2 separate regions of the Gossypium hirsutum genome follow, and region 1 is linked to region 2. A link is a contact called in public Hi-C data. All regions are on one chromosome and are shown on one strand. The core of a region is the stretch at or near the end of the contact, and the rest is flanking DNA. Distances in the headings are between cores, read along the strand shown.

Region 1 (5,735 bases), core at 498-2,997, 160 kb before region 2:
AGATTTAGGTTTACCTATATAGCATCCGAAAATAGGATCAATGATACTCAAAAACCGAAACAACACCAATGTAAAAGCACTTAGCTAACAACTTACTTCTAGAAGACAAGTTCATGCGGTTTCATGCCAGACTTTAGCGAAAATCTTGCGGCAAGGTAGGCCTTCAAGTCTGGGACTCCCTCGATGGACTTTATTAAAGAGGCATCGACAGATTTCTGATCTTCCTTCTTGTCTTCTGGCAGTTCCGTCTTATCCTATACCATTTCGATAAAATTAAAGGAACTCAAATCAGATTTGCTTAATTATGACAAGCTTATATAATAGTAAATGCAATATAACTAACCTCTTTTTCAGCTTCAAAAAACTCCCCTTCGCTCTTCTTCGTTTTCTTGTCTACTTCCTTGGCAAAGTACTTGTCATCAAACTTCTCTACGTTAACTCCGGAGATGTCAACCTTACTGGAAGTCGCAATGACATAGGATTGGTTCACACGCCTTAAAGGAACGCCATTAATCTTGAACGGTCCTACAATGAAAACAAGTTCCCCACATATGAGCAAAGCATGAAATTCAAACAACCAACAAGTAATGATAACCGAGCCTCCTCCTTAAGCCAGGAGAGGCAATCATAGATACCAAAACAGTTAGCATACAAGTAAATCTCAGGTTATGATTTCACGATCGCAGCACTTAAACACCAGACCATTGAATGTTAAACAGGATATATTATGATAGAATCTAACATATAAGTAGAAGTAGAACCAAAGCCAAAATACAGCAATAGAAAAAACATCAGTTCAAGCATTCAGAGTCCATACTACAGATATTGACATTATTAAAAAAAAAATAGTAGAGTTAAGCATGATTTGAAACTTTCTCAAACACAAGGGTGTACATTTTTACCGAGTCTGTGGTACTCTTCAACCGGGTCTCAACTCTCTTATTTTAAGAAGAATAGAGATTATTTTGAGGACAATTTGTCTTTTTCATACAGATTCTAGAAACATATTTGCAGATAAAGAAATTTGAAGCCAAAACAGGATAATTTTTAATAATTCAACTTTGGCATACTTGGGTTGTTATATCATTTTATGAAATTTGTTAAAATAAAATTTTCAGATATGGGTCTAGTATCTATAATATCATTCCATAAAACAAATTCCAAATAAACATTCAGCAAATGAAACAAAAGTTAGAGGATAAAAATGGTTACCAGTAACCAAAAGAAGCCCAGAAGGAAGTTGCTTTAAGAAAACAACTCTCTTCCCCATAAATCTACCAGCCAACAAAATCAGCACCGTCCCAGGCGTAATGCTTGCTCTAAACAAATTAAACCCCCCAAAAAAATGATCCAACATTAAGAAAGTAGCAACTTCTAAAATATCTACAAAACAAATAAATAATGATTAGAGAGAAGAACCTGAGCTTGGTGGGTTTAGGCTTGCGCTTGTTGAGAAGGGGCTTCTTGACATGATCAGCAGGGTAAAACTTGGGGGGTTTCTCGGCGGAGGCGGGGACCTTAGGTTTGGGGTCATGGCGGGGAAAAAAGCCGCCGTTTTTGGCCTTGATGGCCCAAAGGCCACGCTTGTGGTACATCTTAGACCTGGAATACTTGCCGACGCCACGAATGAGATCTGGGTTTCGGGACTTGACGGGGGTCTTCCTTTTGGCCGCCATATTCTTCTCTAAACCCTTACGCTCTGATGCTGATGTTCAGTGAGGCGTCTAAACGATGCATTCATTGACTCCAAGTGATTAGGGTTTTTTATGGTGAATTCAGTTTCCAACTGACTTTCGGGTTTGGGCTTGATTGCATGATCCAATCCAAAATAATGGCCCAATTTTGTTGGACGTAAAGACATTCTTTTCCCGTTTTCGAGAACAAAAGTAATGAAAGCCCAAATAACCAGCCGAAAATGAGCAGTGGAATAACAAAAAAATAGACGCCGTCTGTGGGAATCGAACCCACGACCACATGGTTAAAAGCCATGATATCTCCCGACTGAGCAAAAACGGCGGGGCCGGTTACTTTCCGATAATTAATATTTGATTTTTAAAATGGATTAATTAACTTTACCCGATAATAGTTAGAATAATTTTCAAGTTTGTACATTTTCTTATTCAAAAATACATATGTTTTGATTTCGTGTAATTACATGTTTAACTTTGATTTTTATCAACTATTGTATACTCGTATGCTACTAGCTTCATTCCTAACCATTCCAATCACCTCGTAATGCTCAATTAGTATAAAGATATCCTTATATAAGGTTCAATCTCATTAAAACTCTTTTTTTTTTTAAATAATTTTAGTTTATAAGTGTAATTTTAAATTTTAGATCAATTTATCCTTTATTTTTTATTGTTTTAATCACTTTAATCTTTTTTTTCGAAAAAAACAAGTCTAATTAAAAAATAAAAATTCCTTTTTTTTTCTTAACAATGGAATAGTAGACGTTATATTATATTTATTGTGATGATTTATTTATTAGTATATTAATTATTTTAATATGATTGATGATACAATCATTTTTTTTATGAATTATTATAATTAATAATTATATATTTACTTTAACATCATATGGTTACTCATTAATATATAAATTGTAATACAAAATAAGAATTACAATGATTCGTAATTTTATGAGAATTGAGACTAAAAAATATTAAAAACTAAATTTGTTAAAAAAAAAAACAAATTCTATAACAAGGTCTATTTAGTAATATGTATTTTTAGATAATCTTACAATTTGTCAAACAAACACTTGAATCCTATACTTCAACTAAATTATCCAAATAAGGTAATGTAACATATTTGACATTCTGCTCTATAAATTTTGTATTATAATCCTATTACAAAACTAATTTTACTTTCCTTGAACCAGACTCCTCTCATTATTTAAAGTACAAAAATAATATTTAGCCAAAGATGAAAATGAATTAATCTTTTTGCTTAATGTCACTAGTAAGTGAAAATGAATTAAAATTTCATATATATAATTAAAACAAACCAAAATTTTAGTATTGCATTGCAAATTGAATTTATTGTGTAATTTGAAAGTTTATCTCAGATAAAATTCTCAACGTCATTCAAATAGTAATGGATCTTTACATTTAATTTGAAACATATGATAAATTCTTATATGTTAGCTTCGATTTTCCAAAAAAAATTTCAAAATTCAATCAAATGTGTATAATTTATTTTCAAGTGTTTCAAACTTAAAAAATAATATTCTCAAATGACTTAGATAATTCACAAATATTTTTGAACAACTCCAACACCTTTCAAAATTGTTTCTAAGCATTAAAATGCATTTCTCAGGTCAAGTATTGAGACATAGTCCTCAAATTCTCAATATCTCCCAACCAATTTCAAACAAGCATTTTGACAAAGGTATAGTATGATACTTATGTGCCAAGTCTCGAGGCTTAGCACTGCGAGTATCAAGACTTATAGAATAGTAAGCATAGGCCTTTTGAGAGCAATATAGTCTTGAAACTTATTGGCTTAAGTATCGAGACTTACTCCTCAAGTCTTGAGACTTGTTGTTAGGTATTGAGACCTCAAGATTTTTAATGGTTATTTTTCAACCAAGTCTTGATACATGTCCTTTAAGTATTGAGACTTGACTCTATAATTTGTATTAAATGCTCAAGATTAATTCTTCTAATGGTTAGAAACTCCTTCCAATGGCTTCAAACGTTAAAAATTGGTTAGAGGATATATATTCAAGTCAAGAACACTTGAAGACTATAGAGAGCAACATTAAAGCTAAACGATGACGAGAAAATTCTTCAAATCTTCATTCTTTCATTTTCTCTTGTAAATATTCTTTAGGAGCTTAGTGTCAAATCTTTTATCATTCACATATATTTGTATGTATAGCTCATACTTGTAAACATCTACCTTCATAGAGGCTGCCATTATTCTTTATTCATCTTGTCACCAATTGTAAATTAGGATTACTTTAGTTGAGTCATAAAAACTAAAGAGGGTTCTAGTTTAACCATAAAAGTTAGGGGAAATGTTCTATCTAAGCTTTGAGAAAAATATAGAATTGTAAATGTTATACCTTCTCCTTGAAAGATATCAATTCTTATAGTGAATTGAGAAATCATTGGTTACCAAGGTAGTGAATGTAGGGAATTGGAGTCAAACTACTATAAATCGATTTTTCCAAGCAATTCTCTTTTTCTCTTTTAATTTGGAATAATTTGTAAAGATTTTTAAAATACCAATTCACCCTCTTGGTAATTTCACGCCTAAAATTAACGTTATTTATGATTTTTTTTCCATCATTACAATATTGGTGAAAGAAGGATGATAGGATTTGAACCTGTAACATCTAGAAGTTAGAAAAAAATTTAACCACTACTTCAAACAAGACTGGACATTATTTATGAACTTAATCCACAATCAATGTATTAAAAGCCACTTCTATACTCGTATTTGTAAATGAATAATTATTTGATACAAAGTAGATACATTATTACTTAACTCCATTAAAAATATTGGAGAAAAAAAGCAAGAGTTACTAGAACTAATTATTTGGTGGTTCTTATATAGATGTTGAAAACATACATTTCCTTAGATGTTGATTTTATTTTTAATCACCGTACACAACTCCATGAAGCTTTATCTCATTTTGCATTTTTTATTATTAATTTAATATTATAAAATTTATAAGGTAGTTTATTCATAAAAAAACAATTGTTAGTTATTTTAAATTTAGTATTGTATAATTTATAATATAAATTTTATCATAAATAGAATTATTTAAGACAAATTAAGTATTTATCAAAACTATCTACATCCACATTTAAAAGAAATTCAAAACAAATGTAGGCAAAATTCGTTAAATGGATTGAATTTTATTGTCCTTTGCTCATTACTCATATTTTATTAGATGTTTAGGGAAAAATAAACATTGATGCATCAACAAACCAATAACCAAATAATTATTTTTGCAATAACATCGACACAATTGAGTGTATTTTCAATAATGGGTTCCTAGAACATTGAAAAGTTGAAAGACCAAAGTTAGAACATAGTATAGTTCCATAAGATCTGTTTCATGTTTCAATTCTCATCCAAAAAGTTTAAAAGCTTTTTTGGACATCAAATTTAGACTAAAAAATGTAAGAGGGGAAAAATACAAGCAATCAGTAACCGAATCTCTCGCTGGAGGAGAAAGCACAACTATTGAGAAGCACCAAGAAGGTGAAGCATAATAATCTTGTTAGAAATATTAAATAAGAAAATTGAAACCAAAAAAAATATTTTATTAAAATATAATGGCTTTGAGGCATGTATGAAGAAAACATAAATATTAGGATAAAAAAGATGTCCATTATTCTCATTGACCTTAAACATGTATATATGGATCCAAGATTCCTACTACAAATAAACTTCTATATCTGTACAAATCAAGATTTCCTATACAGAGTAAATACCAAAAATACACCCACTAATATAGCTAAAGATCTTAGAATACGATTCCTTTAATCTCACTAATATAGCTAAAGATCCTAGATTATCATTCCTTTAATTGTTGCACTGATTTGTCTAAAATTTCTTCAATGCCTCCCTCAAGTTGGAGCATGAAGATTCGAAATGCCCAACTTGCCAAGAAGAAACTGAAATTGGTCTGTGCCCAAAGCTTTAGTGAAAATATCAGCAAGCTGGAGAGAAGAACGCACATGAAATGTTTCAATATTCGCATTTTATATCTCCTT
Region 2 (5,628 bases), core at 2,144-4,643:
AAATGTGTACGCATGGCTATTGTGTGTTATATCTAATTTGGCGAAGTGTTTCTGCCAGAGAACTCTAGATGACATTTTAGCGTATTGTGTTTGTACGATAGAGTCTCATGAAAAGTCTATTTTTCTTATTGGTATTGATGCTTGTTGATTAACAGTATTCCTATAAATTTTTTGTGTCTATTTTTGGAACTCGCTAAGTTCAATTGAACTTATTCTGTTACTTTTCCTTTTCAGGCGTGTTGATAATAGAGGAGGAATCGGTTGAAGGGGACTACGCCAGAACTGCGGTTATGAGTGAGCCACTTGCTTGTTTTTGTATCATGCATGACTATTTTGGCGGGTGGCATATAGATCAGTTTTGTAATCAACTTATGTAATTATCTATATCTTTTGCATTGTTTCTGTTTTAAAAAGAGAATTGCCCCTTACTCTGAAAGTATAGGCCAAACTCTAGTGATTTGTTGTTTATGAGATCATCATTTATATGTATACGTCAAAGTTGGATATAGATTTTTCTTTTAAATTCCTAACAATTTTATTTAAAAATGCATTAACTAAAAGGGAAATCTTCATAATTGTTTTTCTAAAAATTTAAGTTAAGTCGAAAGGTTTGAATTTGTCGGTAGCCCTAGTCCGTTGGGCAGTTTGTCTGACTGAATGTTATACGCCATGTTTTCTTGATGGGCTAAAGAGTGTTACAGTGTACCCTTTCCAACACCGTATAAGGGAACCTTCTTAAAATGATGCTAAAAACAATATTATGAGATGATCCTATCTATCTCTTAAAACGGAAAAAAAACAGATATTCAAACGAAAAAGGTTAAGTATGATTTTTGATCTCACAACTAGACCTGATCATGGGTTGACCGATTCGGGCCAAGCCAATGCAAAAATTTATGCCCATTTTCTAAGCTCAGGCCCGACCCGAAAAATGGCCCTAAAATTTTGTCCAGGCTCGACCCAAATTAAAAATGTTAAATCCCGTCAGTATTAATTTTTTTAGATTATTATTTTTATATAAAAACAAATTTAAAAAATATAATACATCAAATACACTAAAAATATTAAAATAAATATTTCCCAACAAATTGAAAATAAATGAAAAAAAGTGTTTATACTTAAATAACAATAAGATAATTGCAACTTAGCAAATAAATACCTCTAAAATAGACACAAAAAAAGAGCTATACAATATTCAAATAATAACAACAAAATAGAAACAATACAACAGCAAGATGGCAGCAAAACAACAACAAAAGAGAAAGTTTAGGTTGATTCAGGCCGAGCCAAGTTCGAGAAAGAAAATTTTACTCAAGACACAACCCATTTAAAAAACGGACATTATTTTCTATTCAAACTCATTTTCAAACCTATATTTTTATCTAAACTCTTCCATTTTTTGAGTGGGCATTCGGGTCTGAACGAATAATCTAACCTATGATTAAGTCTACTCATAACTCTAATATCGAAATTTGATCTACCCTTAACTAAAATATAATCTAATTACTCATAATATAAAAAAAAAAGAGTAACGGGATCAATGGCGCAAGCAAATTAAAGAAAGAAATTGAATTTTGTTTTTCTTTCCAAAGCCAAAACATGGAACCACCCTTCCCCTCCAATTTTCAGTGAAATTAATTTCTAGTGGTATACCCTTATACAATTTCTTAAAGGTAAATTAAATATTTATTTAAATAAAATATAAGGGATAAAATTTAATTCGATTAAATTCCTAATTAATATTTTTATAAATAATATTTAAATAAAAATAAAATTTTCTTAAAATCTAAAAAGCATTGCAGGTCAAATTGCTACTCTTATATCCAAATCTTCCAAGTGACTCTATATTTTTATTTATTCTTCACATTTTAGATTTATATTACATCCACATAGAAATTAAAAAATAAACGTAAAAATTAGTAGCATCATGTCTAAAAATTTATTAAAATAAAACACATAAATATGTCAATTTTTCGCGCACCATCAACATTGTAGGTGGTGTGGAGAACCACTAATGATGAGGGTTTTAAAGGTTTTGAAGTGATATTTGAGAAAAATTTAAGTTGCAAATTTCGTTTTGTAATCCTGATTTCGGAAAAAAGAATTATTTATAAGTGAAAAATAGCTTGAATAGTCTCGTATTGTATGATTGTTTTATTAGTAGAGTCTAATTTAAATATAAATTTATGTGTAATTTAGATATATCTTGTTGTGACGAACTTTATAATTGGTGAAGAGAATAATAATGAAATTAGATTTAATATGATGGTTGTGTTTGATGGCATCGCGAGGAAACTCTTTACATCGTGCAGGATGTACATGCATGAGAGCCGTAGTAGGTACCCAGGCAGGGGTATAACAAGTGTAAGTAATTGGTCATATTATATGTATGGTCTTTGTACTATACGATCATTTATTTAATCCCTCCTCTAGAATTAATCATTTGTATTTTTTTTAATTTTTTAATATGTACATTTATGGTTTTTAGGCTAATTTATTTCATCAATTTCTTTAAATAATTTGGCATAATTTATTTTTTAAACATGTGACATATACTTTTTTTTATTATAATCTAAAAATAAAAATAAAAAGAGGAAACTATGTATAAATTTCAGGGCGAATTGCACCAATAGTCATTAAACTATGGATAAGTGTTTTTTTGTCACTTAATTAAAAAAGTTATAATTTGATCACTAAATTATTCAAAAAATTCTATTTAAGTAATTGAACTATTAAAAAGTTTTTATTTAAGTCATTTGGCAATTATGTTATTTTTTTTAAAAAAGTTTGAGTTCCAAGTAATGATTTGACAATTGATATGATAGATCAACACTCATTGACGAGAAGAATAATAGTTGTTTGAATTTTTGTTTACAGATTCGTGACGTCTAAAACTATTTCATGAAAAAAGCTGAACTATAGAAGACAAAAAAGAGAGAGCTTTTGATTGGTTTAGATAATGTAAATAAAAAAAGTCATATAATATCGATTTTAACAGCTCAGTGACTTAAATGAAAACTTTTGAATAATTTAATGACCAAATTATAGTTTTTTAATTAAGTGATCAAAATAAAAATTTATTCATAATTTAGTCACTAATGGTACAATTTACCCTAAAATTTATCGAACTATATAAAAATATTAAGGCTACATTACCGCATGTTTGAAAAACCATATCAAACTTTTTGACATAATTAATGGAAAAAATATTTCAGGATTGAAAATATATATTAAAAAAAAAAACCAAAGAGATTAGATATAATCCAATTATAATAGAAGGACTAAATCTAACAAAATGCATAATAAAAGGACCTTTCTATAAAATTTGACCTAAATAACTGATTGCCTCTACTAACGTTACATCCCAGTAAATCCAGCCACGTCAGCGGTTCCACCATACCCGATCCCACCTAACCGCACCCAACCACTCACTCTTCCCCTTCAACAACATCATTCATTGCTCGAAGATCTGCAGAACAAAACTCTTCTATTTCATTTTTTTCATTAGCAAAAAAAGCCTATCTTAAATCAAAGCGATGGCCGACCCCATAGAACCATCAACGTCATCGAGCGACCCGAATTCGATTCCAATACCGACCGCTATCTTACACCCGCGACGCGAGCCTTTCGAGCACGGTCTCCTAACAATCCAGAAGCTCATATTCAACGACCCCGTCCAAGCACTAACCCCTCTAAAGCAAAAATTCGCATCCCCCTCAACTCAACGAGTCGACTCGGCGGCCCTCGCTGAATTGCTACAGATCTCATTCGACCATTCGCGTCTCGTCCTTGAAACTCTCGCTTCTGTCCTCCACTCGGAACCCGACCCGCTCGTAACCGCCCTGCCGGATGATGTCGACTCCATTGGTGCCGATTTGCGTGATCTGATCCTGTTTTTGTATATTCAATCGTATAAGAGGCTTTTGCCGCGCTCGCACAAGGACTCCGCTGCGGTTGCCGATGTCTGGCCTTCCATGTCAGCATTCGATGGTTACTTGTCGGCCCTTTCGCCTTTGCAGGTAAGGAGCCTGACCCTTCGCTATCCCTTTTTTTTTTCTTTTTTGGTGAAATGTGTTTTTTTTAATTGAATTTGTGGTTATTGGAACTTAGGTGGTTATTGATTTAATTTCAATGTCGTTTATACAATTATGGTAGATTGATGGTTACTTTTAGGAAAATAAACGCCTTTGATGCTGTGGGCTTATGAAATTCGCGAAAAGTTGACTCTTGCTCGGCATTGGGAAAGAACAAATGTGATTCTGTTTTGACTAACGGAAAGATGTCTTCGAGGATTTAATCTTTTAGATAACTGAGGCTATGTTTGGTTTTGGAAATAGGATGCAAAATCTCTTAGTAAACTAAAGGCAATAATATTTTTGAAGTATTAATTTAACTTTCAGATGCCAACAATGCGTGATATATGTTTATATGGAACAATTATGTGTGAGTTTGCTTAACATTTTACCATTATTTTTTTTATTGATAAAATAGGATTTTGTTTTAATTTTTTGTAAAATTCCATTTGGTTGATGTTTTTGTCGCTTGCTTTTTGAAGCAAAAAGGATGTGCAATGCATACTTCTTGAACAATGCATTTATAAAAACAATAATTTTAATAAATTAAAGTTAAAATACAATTCCCAATGAGGCCTTGGCCCAAATGGTAAAGGCGGAGGCCTTGGGTCCCAGGTTTGAGACTTACCATGCGTAATTATATGCGTAGGTGTTTGAGTCCCATCTGTGCAGTTGTCGTGTGAGTTTTAGTCGAGTTTCTTAGCTTTCGTATAATTTTATGCATGGTGTCTGAGTCCCATCATGTGCAGTTGTCATGTGTGAGTTTTAGTCTAGTTTCTTAGCTTTAGTATGGATTGTACTAGTTCTTAGTCTATTTGTGCTGCAATGGTTCGATTCTACTTTGTGGTACCTTGGGTAGTCCGTTGTAATAGTTTGATGCTTGTGGTTACTTGGACATGTATTTGTACCTTGATTGTACTTGTTACACTTAAGAAAAAGAAGTTAAAAAAGTAAAATTGATTTTGTAAGTAAACTGCATGAGTATGCCTTTATGTAGAAAATTATATGTTGGCGTTGCATTTTAGTTATATTCATTTTTAATAAATTATTAAGTTGCTCAATTATTTACTTTTTTTTAATACTAACTTTTAGGAGGTGAAAGGCAAATAGAGGAAAATAAGTCGTAATCATAAAATAACAACCAAATAGATCATAAATCATTCAGCTAAAGGCAAAAAAAAAAAAAAAAAAAAAAGAAAAAAGAAAAGAAAAGAAAACCCAAATAGACCATTAGAAAAGAAAAAGAAATCTGCAAAAGTGATAAATAAAAGGAAGCATAAGTTTAAAATTATAGTATTCATTGTGTTTGGTTGTACTGTTTGTTTTCTTAATTTAATTCTTCATCCAAAACATTGTTGCATTTAACCTTAGGAAGTTGGGATGGGTGTTGGACACAAATAATCATTAATTTAGCCAAACCCAAATAGATCATTAGAAAGAAAAAAGCAAGTAGCAGAAGTGAAAACCAAGAGGGAGCATAAGTTTAAAATTATAGTCTGCTGTATTTGGTTATACTGTTTGTTTTCTTATTTTTAGTTCTACGGAATGTATTGTT

The links. A called contact is a pair of places that touch in the nucleus more often than the background predicts.
Region 1: a contact with region 2 is called in a Hi-C map of leaf, with 3 times the contacts expected there. The contact joins the promoter of LOC107888813 here to the promoter of LOC107938838 in region 2. A contact is called at or near these places in 7 of 34 Hi-C or Micro-C datasets (callus, hypocotyl and leaf).

Annotation. Positions count from the first base shown.
Region 1 is chrA01:54,665,559-54,671,293 of Gossypium_hirsutum_v2.1, reverse strand. LOC107888813 (60S ribosomal protein L6-1) reads right to left here and starts at 1,747. Exons shown (of 5, transcript XM_041111749.1): 1 at 1,420-1,747; 2 at 1,213-1,319; 3 at 344-525; 4 at 97-254. The coding sequence starts at 1,676. The coding sequence ends at 99. It overlaps TRNAK-UUU (transfer RNA lysine (anticodon UUU)), which reads right to left and starts at 2,016; the gene lies at 1,944-2,016.
Region 2 is chrA01:54,511,634-54,517,261 of Gossypium_hirsutum_v2.1, reverse strand. It overlaps LOC107938838 (TBCC domain-containing protein 1), which reads left to right and starts at 3,393. Exons shown (of 8, transcript XM_041111740.1): 1 at 3,393-4,019. The coding sequence starts at 3,537.